2 separate regions of the Mus musculus genome follow, and region 2 is linked to region 1. A link is a contact called in public HiChIP or PLAC-seq data. All regions are on one chromosome and are shown on one strand. Each heading gives the region's core, a stretch centred on a gene start, on an enhancer-like site or on the middle of the called end of the contact. The rest is flanking DNA. Distances are from core to core; before and after follow the strand shown.

The links. HiChIP or PLAC-seq counts read pairs in DNA pulled down with a chosen protein or histone mark.
Region 2: a contact with region 1 is called in an H3K27ac HiChIP or PLAC-seq map of heart atrium, with 4 times the contacts expected there. The contact joins two enhancer-like sites. A contact is called at or near these places in 3 of 39 promoter capture datasets (the C10 cell line, hippocampal neurons and pre-B cells), 1 of 484 Hi-C or Micro-C datasets (embryonic stem cells) and 1 of 115 datasets of contacts at active chromatin or transcription factors (heart atrium).

Annotation. Positions count from the first base shown.
Region 1 is chr11:68,598,395-68,604,539 of GRCm38.p6, forward strand. No RefSeq gene overlaps it. Among named protein-coding and RNA genes, the nearest start is that of Ccdc42, 14 kb to the left of the region's middle. Within about 2 kb of position 3,882, at least 77 of the 459 cell types and tissues checked have an H3K27ac peak or open chromatin away from gene starts, as enhancers often do. A contact at or near this core is called in heart atrium, where this site is marked.
Region 2 is chr11:68,870,522-68,877,409 of GRCm38.p6, forward strand. No RefSeq gene overlaps it. Among named protein-coding and RNA genes, the nearest start is that of Rnf222, 15 kb to the right of the region's middle. Within about 2 kb of position 1,475, at least 138 of the 459 cell types and tissues checked have an H3K27ac peak or open chromatin away from gene starts, as enhancers often do. A contact at or near this core is called in heart atrium, where this site is marked.

The DNA of each region.
Region 1 (6,145 bases), core at 2,632-5,131:
AGAACCCAGCACCCACCCGGTAGCTCACAATTTCTAGTAACTCCAGTTCCAGGGACTCTAACACCCTCCTCAAGCCTCTGCAGGCACCACACATGTCCATGGTTCACAGACATGCATTCTGGCAAAATACATAAAATAATGTTTCGTTTTTCAAGACAGGATCTCACTATGTAGCTCTTGCTGTCCTGGAACTCAGTCTGTAGACCAGGCTGGCCTCAAACTCATAGAGACCTGCCTGCCTTGTCCTCCCGAGTGCTGAGACTAAAGGTGTGTGCCACACTCTACCTGACTTAGATAAAATTATTTTTTTAAAATGTGTCACGACCACATGCTTTCTAGAACCTGAGCTTCGCTCATTCTCACTATCAGTTCATGATACTGTCCGTGTCAGTTAGTATTCAGCCACATGAGGACACTAACGTAAGATTAAATATTACTTAATCAAAGTACTTGGGCCAGGTGTGGTGGCAGACTCTTTTAGTCCCAGTATTGGGAGCCAGAATTGAGCCAGTCTCTGTAAGTTCAAGGCCAATATAGTCTACATAGTGAGACACCTCTACACACACAGTCCCTACTCCACCATTTTAGGAACAAACCCAAGAGTTGAGATCGTAAATGTTTCACATTTGGGTATTTTTTCAGATTATGGAATACTATCATAGATAGATAGATAGAGATAGAGATTTTATAGGGATGGGACCCAAGTCTAAGCATAAAATATACTTGTTTTATATATGCTTTGCACATAGTTTGAAGACAGTTTTATTCAATATATGGATATTTGGTTTTTCTAGACAGGGTTTCTCTGTGTAGTCCTGGAACTCACTCTGTAGACCTGACTGGACTCGAACTCAGAGACCAGCCTGCCAGCCTCTACCTCTCCAGAGCTGGGATTAAAGGCGTGTATGATCACCACCCTCAGTATTTGTCATAATTTTGTGTGGTCCATCACACCAGGCCAGACGTGAAATTTTACACTTACACGGTCACATCCATGCTTAAAGAGTTTTCCATTTTGAAGCCCTTTCGATTTTGAAGTGTCCAATTGAGGATGTTCAGCCTGAATACAGATATGTAAAAGTGGACGCAGGAAACCCTGAGTATCCATTTATGTACAGCCACATATACAGCTTCCTTACAGGAATTTACCTGGGCTGATCATTTACATCTCATGCTGATGCCTGAAGTCAGAGGGGGCAGGTAGCTGGGAGACAAAACTGGGGAGATGGCTCAGTGCATAAAATGTCACCAGGGCATCATGAAAAGGCTCAGTGCTGTGCTGTGCCACTGCTGGGAAGGCAGAGGAGGAAAATCAATAGGTCTTGCTGGCCAGAAGGTTTAGCCAACTCAGTGAGCTCCAAGTTCAATGAGATAGCCCACCTCCAACAAAACAAACAAACAAAACCAAGGTGGGTGGGGCCGTAGAGATGGCTCCGCAGGTTAAGTCACCTGCACCTAGACTGATGGCCTGAGTTCAATCCGTGGCACCTATAAGGTGACTTTTACACACATATGCTAGTGCATGCATGTGTATACATACATGTGTGCATATATAACACACTAATAAATTAAAATATAGTAAAGAAGTAATTTAAAAATATGTAACAGGAAGCAATTGAGGTCAACATCTGGCTTTCATACCAATGCACATGTACACACACACAGGAACACACATACACACATACACACACACACACACACACGCACAGGGAAAGTTGGGAAGATCAAGAACAAGATAGAAATCTCATGGCTTTTATCCTGAGGACAGACAGAAACCTATATCAGTCCTTGTTGCCTCTTTACTAGCTGACAGGGGTGCCTTGCAGAAGCTAAGTCTTTGGTCACAGAACTAAACACCCTGGCCCAGGGCAGGAGGAAAGCCCGAGGAGGATCCGCCAGATTCGGAAGCAATTGTACACCCTACCACTGAGGCAAGTTACCAGAGAAGCAAAAACTTATGTGAGCCACAACATAGCTGCCTCTTCTCCTCAGCCCCAAATCACCCATGGGAAGCCATTCATGACCTACTGTCACAGGAAACACCTGGGAAAGGGAATTCTGGGTAATGTAGCTCAGTTTAGTGAAGCTGACATGTCACAAGCCTCCACACTGCCTCTGTCTCCATAACTGAGGAAAGGGAGGCTTTCCTTTTTGAGAGAGACCTGGAGTCTGGAAGGCTGCCATAGAGCTGGCCCAGTCTAAACAAACCTCTCTCTCTGGTACAGGTTGGAGACCAGAGGGAATCTCAAACCTAGCAAGGGTTCAGTCAGGGGAGTGCTCAGTCAGAGAATGAATCATGGCTGGCCAGAAATGGCTTGAGGGAGTGGGAGGCTATGTCTCTGAAATAGCTGGGACCTGGGAGGCAGGAGAATAAATGTGAAACAGTCAGTCTGTCCAACTCCCAGATACACAACACCCTCCCGTCAACCTCCTGCTGTCCCTTGTGAGGTGGTGTTTGAGAAGCCCGGCCTGTTAGGATTACACACACTTCCTCGTGGGCCAGGCCCCTCCGCCCCACCCCCACCCCCAGTCCTATGCCAGGAGCGGGATGGAGTCTCTCTGCCTCCCTCCTTCCACTCCACAGCCTCACAGAGTCATGTTTCTGGCTTGAGTGAAGTCCGGAATCAGGAAGGGTCACACTTGGAATGCCTGTGATCACACAAAGCTCATCTTAACCCTTGCACATTCACACTTGCTTTATGCCTCAGTCTGGTATGATGGCGTTTCTCAGGTTGAAGATAACTACCCAGGCTTGGGACAGAAGGAATTCTGTGGGTCTAGGCAGATTTCTTGAATATTGGAGAAGCCACAAATCTATAAAGTTATTCCCAAACCTACAGAAGAAGGAAAGAAAACTCCAGAAGGTTTGGAGGCCTCAGAGACTCAAGCCAATGACAGGAGAGTGAGGAACAGGAGGCTGCCATGGACAGGCTCTCAAGCCCCCTTCCTAGAGACTCCTTCCCTCGCTTCCCAGCACCTTTTTCAGTCCCTCAACGCTGCTACCTAGGGTCCAGCATGCACATAAAGAAGCTCAAGTCTACCCAGCTAAAAGAGACTCAGGCTCCCAGATAGAGGAGACTACGGACCAAGAACAAGAAGTTAAGAGGCTGATTGGAGATTTCCCAGCAAGAAAAGACATGAGCTCATTAGAGCAGGAGTAACTGATTGGTTCCAGAGATGGATGGTTCTCATCAGCCAAGGCAGGAAGCAGGCCGGGCTCAGCATGTGTGGAGGCAAAGGAGGGGACGAGCCCTTCAGGGACTCATACTCTGTGCTAGGGAACCCTGTCCCCCAGAAAGACCGGTTAGCTTTTCCGCAGGGAAGGGAGTAGCTAAGGGGAGGGGGAGGTATGTGAGAGCTCAACCTCCAGGCAGCGGGGTGGACATAAGCCCCTGTCTGCCCCACGTGTCAATCACAGACACAGCCGCTGGTGCAATCAGTCAAAAGCCCTTCGAGGTGATCTTGGATCACCCTGGGGGACAGTCCAAGAGACCCTGTGCCAATGAGATTATCCCTCGGTCTCAGGTCTTTCACACTTTTTTTTTTTAATCCCCATCCCTGCTGGCTTTTGGACTCTAGAACTGTCTCATTTCACATCACATTAAAATTGGTTGCTCAGAGAGCTAAGACTGCTTCTGCTTCTGGTCTTTTGAGCCTTGGGATATATTCTGGCATCTTCTGTGTGCGCGAGCAGAGTGCTGAAGGCACTCAGAACCAAAAGAGAGCAGCACCTCCAGCCCCACCCCACCCCCACCCCCACCCCCACCTCCTGCCCCAGCATCTCTTCTGGAAGAAAAGAGCTGTGATACTAGCCAGGCCAGCCTGGGCCTCAGCTTCCTCTCTGCAACTGCCAAGAATCCCCTCTGCCTTAACCTTTGAAAGGAAGAAGTAGGAAGTGTGGCATAGGGAATACGCCAGGCTCAGAGACATCCAGGGGGTGACATCATCCTGGGGAGTGGGACAGGAAGTAGCTGTTTTAAGAATTTTATGAGGAAAAGACCAGCATCTGGGAACACCCATCAGGAAGACAGCCAGCTGCACCGTGATGCAAAACTGATTCTATTAGTTCTGTAGTCTGTGTCACGGCTTTCAGAGTTCTAAACCATCCCCTTGGTGTCTCACAGGAGTGAGTCTGGAGTCCCTGTGACATGACCTGGGTCCTACTCAGCCACTCTTGCAAGACAAAATCAACGTGTTGACCAGCTGGGCGCTCATCTGGAGCTAGGGAAGAGGGGAGGAGGTTGGGGGGGGAGGGGAGGGGGACGGGACAGGCTACTCCCTCGCACATTCAGGCTGTTGACATAATGCCTTCTCTACAGCTGCAGGTCTGAGGTCCTATTTCCTGGCTGGCTGTCAGCCAGGGGCTGCGATCTGCTCCCAGAGGCCAACTGCATTCCTCTTTGCATGGCCCCCTTCATCTTCAAAGCAAGGGCACCACATGGAGTCTTTGTTGAGCTTTGAATCTGACTCTTCTGGTACCAGGCAGGGTAGCTATATCCACTTAGAAGCAAGCACTCCTGTGGTTAGATCAGGCACACCCGGATAAAGTTGCACATAACTGAGACCAATACCAGGGAGTCACAGTCCAGGAAGCCAACCTGGGATTCTGCCTACCACAGGAAGGAGTCAAGCAGGATGAGGCACCTACCCCATGTCCATAAGCCCAGCACTAGGGAGCTTGAGGCAGAGAGACTGTGAGTTCAAGGCCAGCTTGGACTACACAGTGAAATCCTGTCTCAGAAAGAGGACAAATAGAGAAGATGAAGGGAGAGAAATGGGATAGTAAAGTCAAAATAGCTGGAAGAAGGAGAGGGGGCAAGGAGTGGCTACATAGTAATTAAAAGTCACAATGAGGCACAGACATATTAAAGCTCTTAATTGTGCCTCACCTTGATCCTCCATACCCACTAATAGTCACTCACATTCCTTCTCAGTCCCCAGCCTCAGAAGAGGATCTTTCCCTCTGTCAATAATTTTGCCTTGTCTGGATATGCCATTTGACCTAGAGTCACCCAGTGCCTGGTATTTTTGTGTTGACTTAGTGTGATATTTCCTAGGATAATGATACACAACATACCATGTACCACTACATCACTTTTTTTTAATTATTTTTACATGAGTTACATTAGTATGAGTGTTTTGCCCATGTATATGTCTGTGGACAATGTGGATGCCGGGTACCCAAGGAGGTCAGAAAAGGGTTTTGTATCTCCAGAACTGGAGTGATGGAGAGTTGGAAGCTGCCATATGGGTACTAAAAACAGATTGTGGGTTCTCTGCAAAGCAACCAACACTCTTAACCTAGGAGCTATCTCTCAAGTCTCCACAGTTCCTCTATATAGTTGAAATAATAATAATTCATTGTGTGGGCTATTATGCCTCATTAATTCAACAGTCAGTTGATGGACATTTAGGTTGCATCACATTATGGCTATTTTAAATAATGCAGCTTCATATGCATGGGCATATTTTTATTTCTTTTGGGTGTCTACCTAGTAGTTGCAATTGCTGGATTGGATGATAACTCTGTGTCGAACTTTTGAGAGACTACCAAATGGCATTGCTGTGAGGAGCGGGTGTGGCAGCAGTCCCAAGATGGCGCCCGGGACTGCAGCTAAGCCTTATGACTTGCACCTGACTTCCTCATACACCTGAAAATAAGCTACAACCATTGCGAGAGCTGTGCAGGTGCACCATGATGCTGGTGGTGTAAACAAGTCCATATTTGGTGGAGACATGTCCCTGCCGCCCTGATTGGCTGAAGCTGCGTGCCTGGTGAGGTGGCGTGGCCTGCCGTGAGTGGATGGGGGTTGAGTGTATATAAGCAGACCTCCCTGGGTGCCCGGGGTCCCCGTAGCAGCATCGAGGCGTTCCTGCAATAAAGGCTGTTGAGAAGAATCCGACCGTGTTGTGTCTTCCTTGCGGGCTGAGGTGGGCGCGACACATTGCTTTTTGAGATTCTTGAGGAACATTTTCATTTCAGAGGTTAACAACAAAATAGTTTAAAATAAATAAATAAGCCAACTTAACAAGAAATATAAGAAAGATCAGGATTTGACGAGGGATGAGGGACAGGTCAAAATGGGTTAACATAAGACTTGATCATAGAATTTCCAGGTCTGAGGGAGCATATGTGGATCAAGCG
Region 2 (6,888 bases), core at 225-2,724, 270 kb after region 1:
AGAATTCAACATTAAAAAATTTATTGAAAGTGTGTATGTCAGCTGGGTGTGATGGCTCATGCCTGTAATCCTCACACTGGATGGGTGTGCACAGGAGGAGTCAGGGTTCAAGGTCAACATCATAGCCTGTCTCAAAAGCATGTGTATTTTGAGGCCAGGTGAGGTTGTTGGGAGCGGGTGAGGCTGCACACACCAGTGATTCTAGCACCCAGAAGGCAGAGGCAGGAAAATCAAGACAGACCCAAGGCCAACCTGATCTGCATAGCAAATTCTATACCAGCCAAGACTAATAGATGTGAGCCCCTGGCTCAAAGGGGACTGACTGGGGGGGGGGGGGGGGCTGGAGAGATGGCTCAATGGTTACGAGAACTTCTGTTCTTGCAGAGGGCTGGGTTTGCTTCCCAGCACCCACATGGAGGCTCACAAGTGTCTTTAACTCCAGTTCTAGGGGATTCAAGTGTCTAGTCTCTAAGGGAACCCATGGATGTGTGCACATACACACCCACAGACATACACATAAAAATAGATAAAATGTCTATGTTTGTAGGTCAAAGTGCTCATATTTGAGGATATACTTATACAAAGATTGTCAGTGTCTCTGCATGGATAGCTTGTATTTTATCAAATAAGATAGTATCATGGAAAAAGTATGTCTAGTTCCATTTAGAAAACGAAATAAAGAGAGCCCCAAGCCTTGAGAAACACAACCTCCTTACAGTGTAGGAAACACTTTCATAACCATTGTCCTACAAGCTCTGGACGAGTTCAAATAAAATAAAAATACTTCGCCATCCATAGGCAAGAAGACAGAACGAAAGAAGCCGCTGGCCCGTCAGGAGTTGAGCGATTTAGAAGCAGCCAAGACTTCAAAACAAGCCCCTCACTTGTTCAGTCCGGCATGACATCATTGCCTCACCCTGATTGTCTCTCCATCAGCCCAGATAAACTTGTCTGAACCCAAAAAGCTCCCCGCCCCTCCAAGAAATACTAGCAGGCGGCCAGGAAATAAAAACCAAATCAAGGTGATCAGGATCCAGATGAGGGAAGATAACTGTGTTTTCAGAAAAAAGGCACCATAGCAAATGCCTAGTGTCACCTATCACAGGGACATAATGGCATTCATCCTAACTGGCCACCATATGGGCAGAAAGGGTTCTCAGACACCAGAAGCCTCCACTCTGGTGTCTCTCAGGCCACGCCCAAGCCCCCCACCCATTCCTTCCCCTCCCTCACTCCAATCCCCCAAAGTTGCAAGGCACCTGGTCCTGGCTCCTCAGCTGATCTGGTTCACAGCAGCACGTGGGGACCACCCGGGGCCAGCTGGGAAAAAGCAGAGGTCAACAGGAAGAAGGAGACTCAATCATGTCTGACAAAAGAGACTCTGGGACAGGAAGTGAGTTTGAGCCAGGAAGGCTGGGGCCTGCTGTCAAGTAGTGAGGCAACCCTGCCAGCCTTGTTACTCAGCTGGAGTTGAGCAAGACCTGGGAGCTTGGGCAAGGGAGTAAGAAATGCCAGTCATAGCTTCAAGGCTCTCCACCTCTGCTGTCTGCGTGTGAACGGCTGCTTCTGGTCCTCTCACCCACTTCTCCCCTCTGTCCCTAAGGACGAATGAACGCTGGCTAACTAATTTAGTGGAGGAGACAAACAGGTGCCAATGTTTTTATGTCTACGCCGGTGCAATAACACAGCAAGTAAGAGCTCAAATTAGGGGTTCGTGGGTGTGGCTCAGTGGTACTCTACTTGCCCAGCCTGGGTAAGGCCCTGGGCTCTGTGGCCAGTGCTCAAAACCAAAACAAACCAGAGAGAGAGAGAGAGAGAGAAGAGAACACAATCTTAAAGGCAGAGAGCTTAGACTTTTCATCCTTGAACCTCGTTTTCCCTCTTAGGAATTGGAGCTAACACCAGTGCTGACTCCTGCCACTGTTTGCCGCTCAGATGGGATAATGTGTATAACTACCTCCATATAAATCCCAAGATCCAGTGAGTCCCTTGAGCTGTCAGCATTGTCCCCTTCCTGCCTTTCCAAGGCTGGTCCATTCCCTAAGTCTTTATCAGATCACGTAAGCCATCCACGTCTCTTGCCTCCACAGTGACTGCCGTTCTCCTGTGCCCATTAGTCTTACCAAATAGAACAGGAGCCATTAGTAAAAGTGGGCACGGATAACACGTTAAAGTTATTGCCTGCTCCTGTCTAGTCTACAAATGTCCGTCTTATGGAAAACAAAATAACAATGCCTTATCTGTTGTTAACAACACAAAACAAGAAGCTTCCCTGGGAAGTCATTTCCCATAGGGGTGTCTTTATTCTCAGAGAAGGCAGGTTTTGTACATACTTGTCTCTAATAGGTGCCTAGGAGGGGCCAGCAAGTACTGGAAGTTAGTCTATAAATATTTGTGGCTCTCAGTGATCTGATGGAAACATGGCCCTATTTAAACCCAGTCCTAAACTGTGAACTGACCTCAAGGGGACAGGATACCTCAGACAGATAGGCAGACATGTAAGGTTACAGAGAGAGGGGTTTACTATAGAACTTACTAAGGAAGTATAGTCTTGAGTGACAGTAAAAACTATAGCTGGCAATCTGGGTCAGAAAGAGGAGTATACTTGTGGGCTGGGACAAAAGTGACTTCATCCTGGCTGGAACATACCTGGTATCTCATAACAAAATATCAAAGAGTCGGGTGTATTCCTGGGGCCAGGGTCTGGTTGTTCAAAGCCCCATATTTGACTTTAATGGTTTTATCTAGTTGTGGTTTGCTGGGAGACCATACAGGAAAAACCGGCCAGGGTTACTCAGGGGCAATCACGGTGGCTATGACTCAAGATGGCTGTGGTCATGTCAAACAAACCCATACCGAAGCACACAGACAAGCTGTACCTGAGCTGAGGGACCCACTGCAACAGGACTAGGGTTTTGCAGGTTGAGGCAAAGCTTTTCATGAAAGCAAGACAAGGCCCCCTGGGCATACTTTAAAAGTGGTTCTCACAATCCCAGAAAGCTCTGAAAGATGGGAAAGGCGTGTGTGCCTAGTCAGGTGATGCTGTGCATTTAATCCCAGCACTTGGAAGGCAAAGGCAGGCAGATCTGAGTTTGAAGCTAGCCAGGTCCACAAAGTGAGTTCCAGAACACGTAGGGCTACACAGACACGCCCTGGAGAGAGAGAGAGAGAGAGAGAGAGAGAGAGAGAGAGAGAGAGAGAGAGAGAGAGAGCTGAAAACTGCCAAGCTGCCTGAAGGCCTCCATCATCTCCACCTCCAGATGAAACCTGCTTAGCCTGCTAAACTCAACTCCCCCTCAAATCATGTTTATCACCTGCTGACCAATAGCCTGGCCCCTGGCTCTCTGCCCCCATCTCCCTGACCCCCTTCTCAGATGATGACGGTCCTGACAGCTGAGATGGCCTCTACTTGATGAGGACCCAGTCCTTGCTTCCTGCAGCATACCTCTCCACCAGAACTGTTCATCTGGCTCCACTCTCCAAGCTTCATCGAGCTTTACTGTGTGCTAGGCACTGGGTGGGGTTTAACCCATTCTGATTTAACGTCAAGACACTCTGTAAGGCCAAGGGTATTCTCATTTACAGATCTGAAAACTGAGCCCCAACATGTTCACAAAAATTGCCCAAGGAGACACCACTCAGTTGATGGATTCAAAGTAGCCATTTGCATTTATCTATAAGATTGTGTTAGGGCTGGAGAGTTGGCTCAGCAGTTAAGAGCACTTGCTGTTCTTCCAGAGGACTGATGCTCAGTCCAGCCCCGACATAGTGGCTCATAACCCCCTGCATCTTCAACTCAGCCCTCTGTGGCCTCTGAAGGCACAAGCAACACACAACAACAACAACAACAACAACAACAACAACAACAACAATGAAAGGAAAACAGGTGGTGGTGGTGCAAGGCTTTATTTAATCTCAGCACTGAGGCATATCTCTGTGAGTTTAAAGCCAACCAGATTTACAGAACTAGTTCCAGGATAGCCAAGGCTAAAGAAACCCTGTCTCAAAAATAAACAAACAAACAAATACATAAATGGAATTAGGTTTGCTCCTGGATGCGCCTGGGTGTGAGTCCCTCTCACCCACTGCAGCGCAGAGACAGGACTTCGCACAAAGAGCACACACTAAACTCAATTCTGAGCATAAGTCATCAAAAAAAAAAAAAAAAAAAAAGGGAATTTGTTTAAAAGGCAGAATCGGGCCTCACTTGACAGCTACAGAATCAGAATTTACATTTTCACAGGAAAACCAGGGAATGGGCACGTTTTTCATAGTTAGAGGCCACCACAGGTGCACACTGAATTGAGTGGGGTGGTACTCTAGAGGAGTCCAAAAGCAAAGCAAGCATAGAAAAACAAAACCCCAAACTTCACAGGGTTCTTGATTTTGAGAATTTCACCCCTGGATGTAGCAGAGTCAAAAACTAGAACTAGGAAGCTCTCCACACTCTGTTCAATGTCAACATTCTAGAAATGTCAACAAGACCTTGGACTAAGATGGAAATATGGACAGCAAAGAGCTGTCTTTAGAGCGCCACCTGCTGGTTCTAGTAACGCATTTCTGCTAGGGTAACCCAGCAGCTCTGCCTCTAAGCCTTCTATAAATAGTGAATCCTTAAGAGTCTTTCTGGGGGGTGGGGTGGGGGGGGGTGTTGTTATTTATGCTTCTTCAACATTCATCATTCCTTTTTCCAGTGACTGGTTCAGGCAATTCCTTACTCTCTAAATAACAACAGTGGATCACTCCTCATTTGCTTAGCCCCTCCGCATCTTCAATTCGGTCCAGTTCATCCAGGCCTTTTTACTAGAGCGAAAAGTTTTAGGATTTAGCTAAGAAAGCCTTCCGACTAGTCAAAGTAGTAACACACCTCACCCTCGGTGTTCTGACTAAGAAAAAAGACATAAAGATGTCAAATTGGTCCCAGCAACCAAACTTTTTAGCAGTCACATGGACACGTCCCTCGTTGTCTTATGTTTATAGCAGTCTAAATCAGGAAGAGGCAGGCAAGGAGGCACATGCCTCCAATCCCAGCACTTGAGATGCTGAGACCAGAGGATCTCTAAGAGTTCCAGGCCAGCCTTGTCTACATAGAGAATTTCAGGCCAGCCAGGGTTACACAATGAGGTTCTGTCTCAAAAAGTAAAATCAGGCCGGGCAGTAGTGGCACACACCTTGAATCCCAGCACTTGGGAGGCAGAGGCAGGCAGATTTCTGAGTTCCAGGCCAGCCTGGTCTACAGGGTGAGTTCCAGGACAGCCAGGGCTACACAGAGAAACCCTGTCTCGAAAAACCAAAAAAAAAAAAAAAAAAAAAAAAGCCAAGGGAAAAAAAAAAAGTAAAATCAGTAAGAAAGCCATCCCAAAAGAAAACTGGATGCCAGACACAAAATCATAGTAGAAAAAAATGCAAATAGGAGAAGACATCTCAATTTTAAAAATTTTGTTTATTTTTGGTTTTTCAAGACATGGTCTCTTTGTGTAGCCCTGGCTGGCCTGGAACTGTCTGTAGACCAGGCTGGCCTTGAATTCAGAAATTCACCTGCCTCTGCCTTCCAAGTGCTAGGATCAAAGGCGTGCACCGCCACTGCCCAGCTGACATTTAAACTTTTTACTTAGTTTTGGGTCTGGAGAGATGATCCAGCATTTTAGAGCGAGATTCAATTCTCAGCACAACCCCTGTAACTCCCGTTCTAGCAGATCCAACACCTTCTGTGTTCTTACCTCCCAGGGCACCAGGCACACAAGTGAGACACATACATGCATGCAGGCAAAACATTCAGACACATAAAACAAATCTTCTAACAAGTTTTAGGCCGGGCGTGGTGGTACTCCTTTAATCCTAGCGTTCGGGCAAACAGAGATTGGCAGATCTCTGTGAGTTCAAGGTTAGCCTGGTCTATATATCGAGTTCCAGGACCACCAAGGCTACATAGAGAGATCACCCCTGTCTCCAAAAAGAGACTTGATGTGCCAGGGTAAGGTGATACCCAAGGGAAGCTACCACATTTACAGAGGAGAAGGGGAGGGGAGATGGGAGGAGGGACTATATGAAGGGGGGTGGGGGGGCAGGGACAGCAATCAGGGTGTTAAGCGAATAAATAAATGAAAAAAAGTAAAAATGGTAATGAATAATATCCTCAATAATAGCTAGTATTACTCACCTCATGATACTTTTAGAGAGCTTAAAAGTATCTGAAGCACTAAATTGTAAACTTCCCTAAACCTAGGGATTGTTTGATGTAGGAATCAAAAGAAAGAAACCATCCTGATTGATGGGTGAGATGGGACTCTTCATATATTTTTAAACTTATTAAAGTTCAAGACAATACTCGATGTGACGCTGTATCTTCTTTGTTTAAGTTATTTGTTCCTCTCTGTCTGGGCTTTCCTTCCTGGGAGTCATTTTTCTGCTTGGAGATCTTCCTTCCAGACAGGGAAACGGCTGGTTAAGAGTGCTTGCCTGGCTTAACCACACTGAGCTGGATGGTGGTGGCTCAGGCCTGTCACCAAAGCACTAGAGGCAAGAGAAGCAGGAGTTCAAGGGCATCCTTGGCTAAGCAGCGAGCCTCAGGCCACCAGGGATACCTGGGACTATGTCTCAAAAAAAAAAAAATCTAAATTGACACCTACGTTTTTTAATGTATGTGAGTACACTGTCGCCGTCTTCAGACACACCAGAAGAGGGCATCAGATCTCACGCCAGATGGTTGTGAGTCACAATGTGGTTGCTGGAAATTGAACTCAGGACCTTTGGAGAAGAAGTCAGTGCTCTTAACCGCTGAGCCATCTCTCCAGCTGGACACCTACCCTCTTCCAGCCATTTGGAGATGACAGTGTGTGTTCTTAACTTCCATTGTCTTTTATCTTGAAAGTGAACTGTCAGCATTCT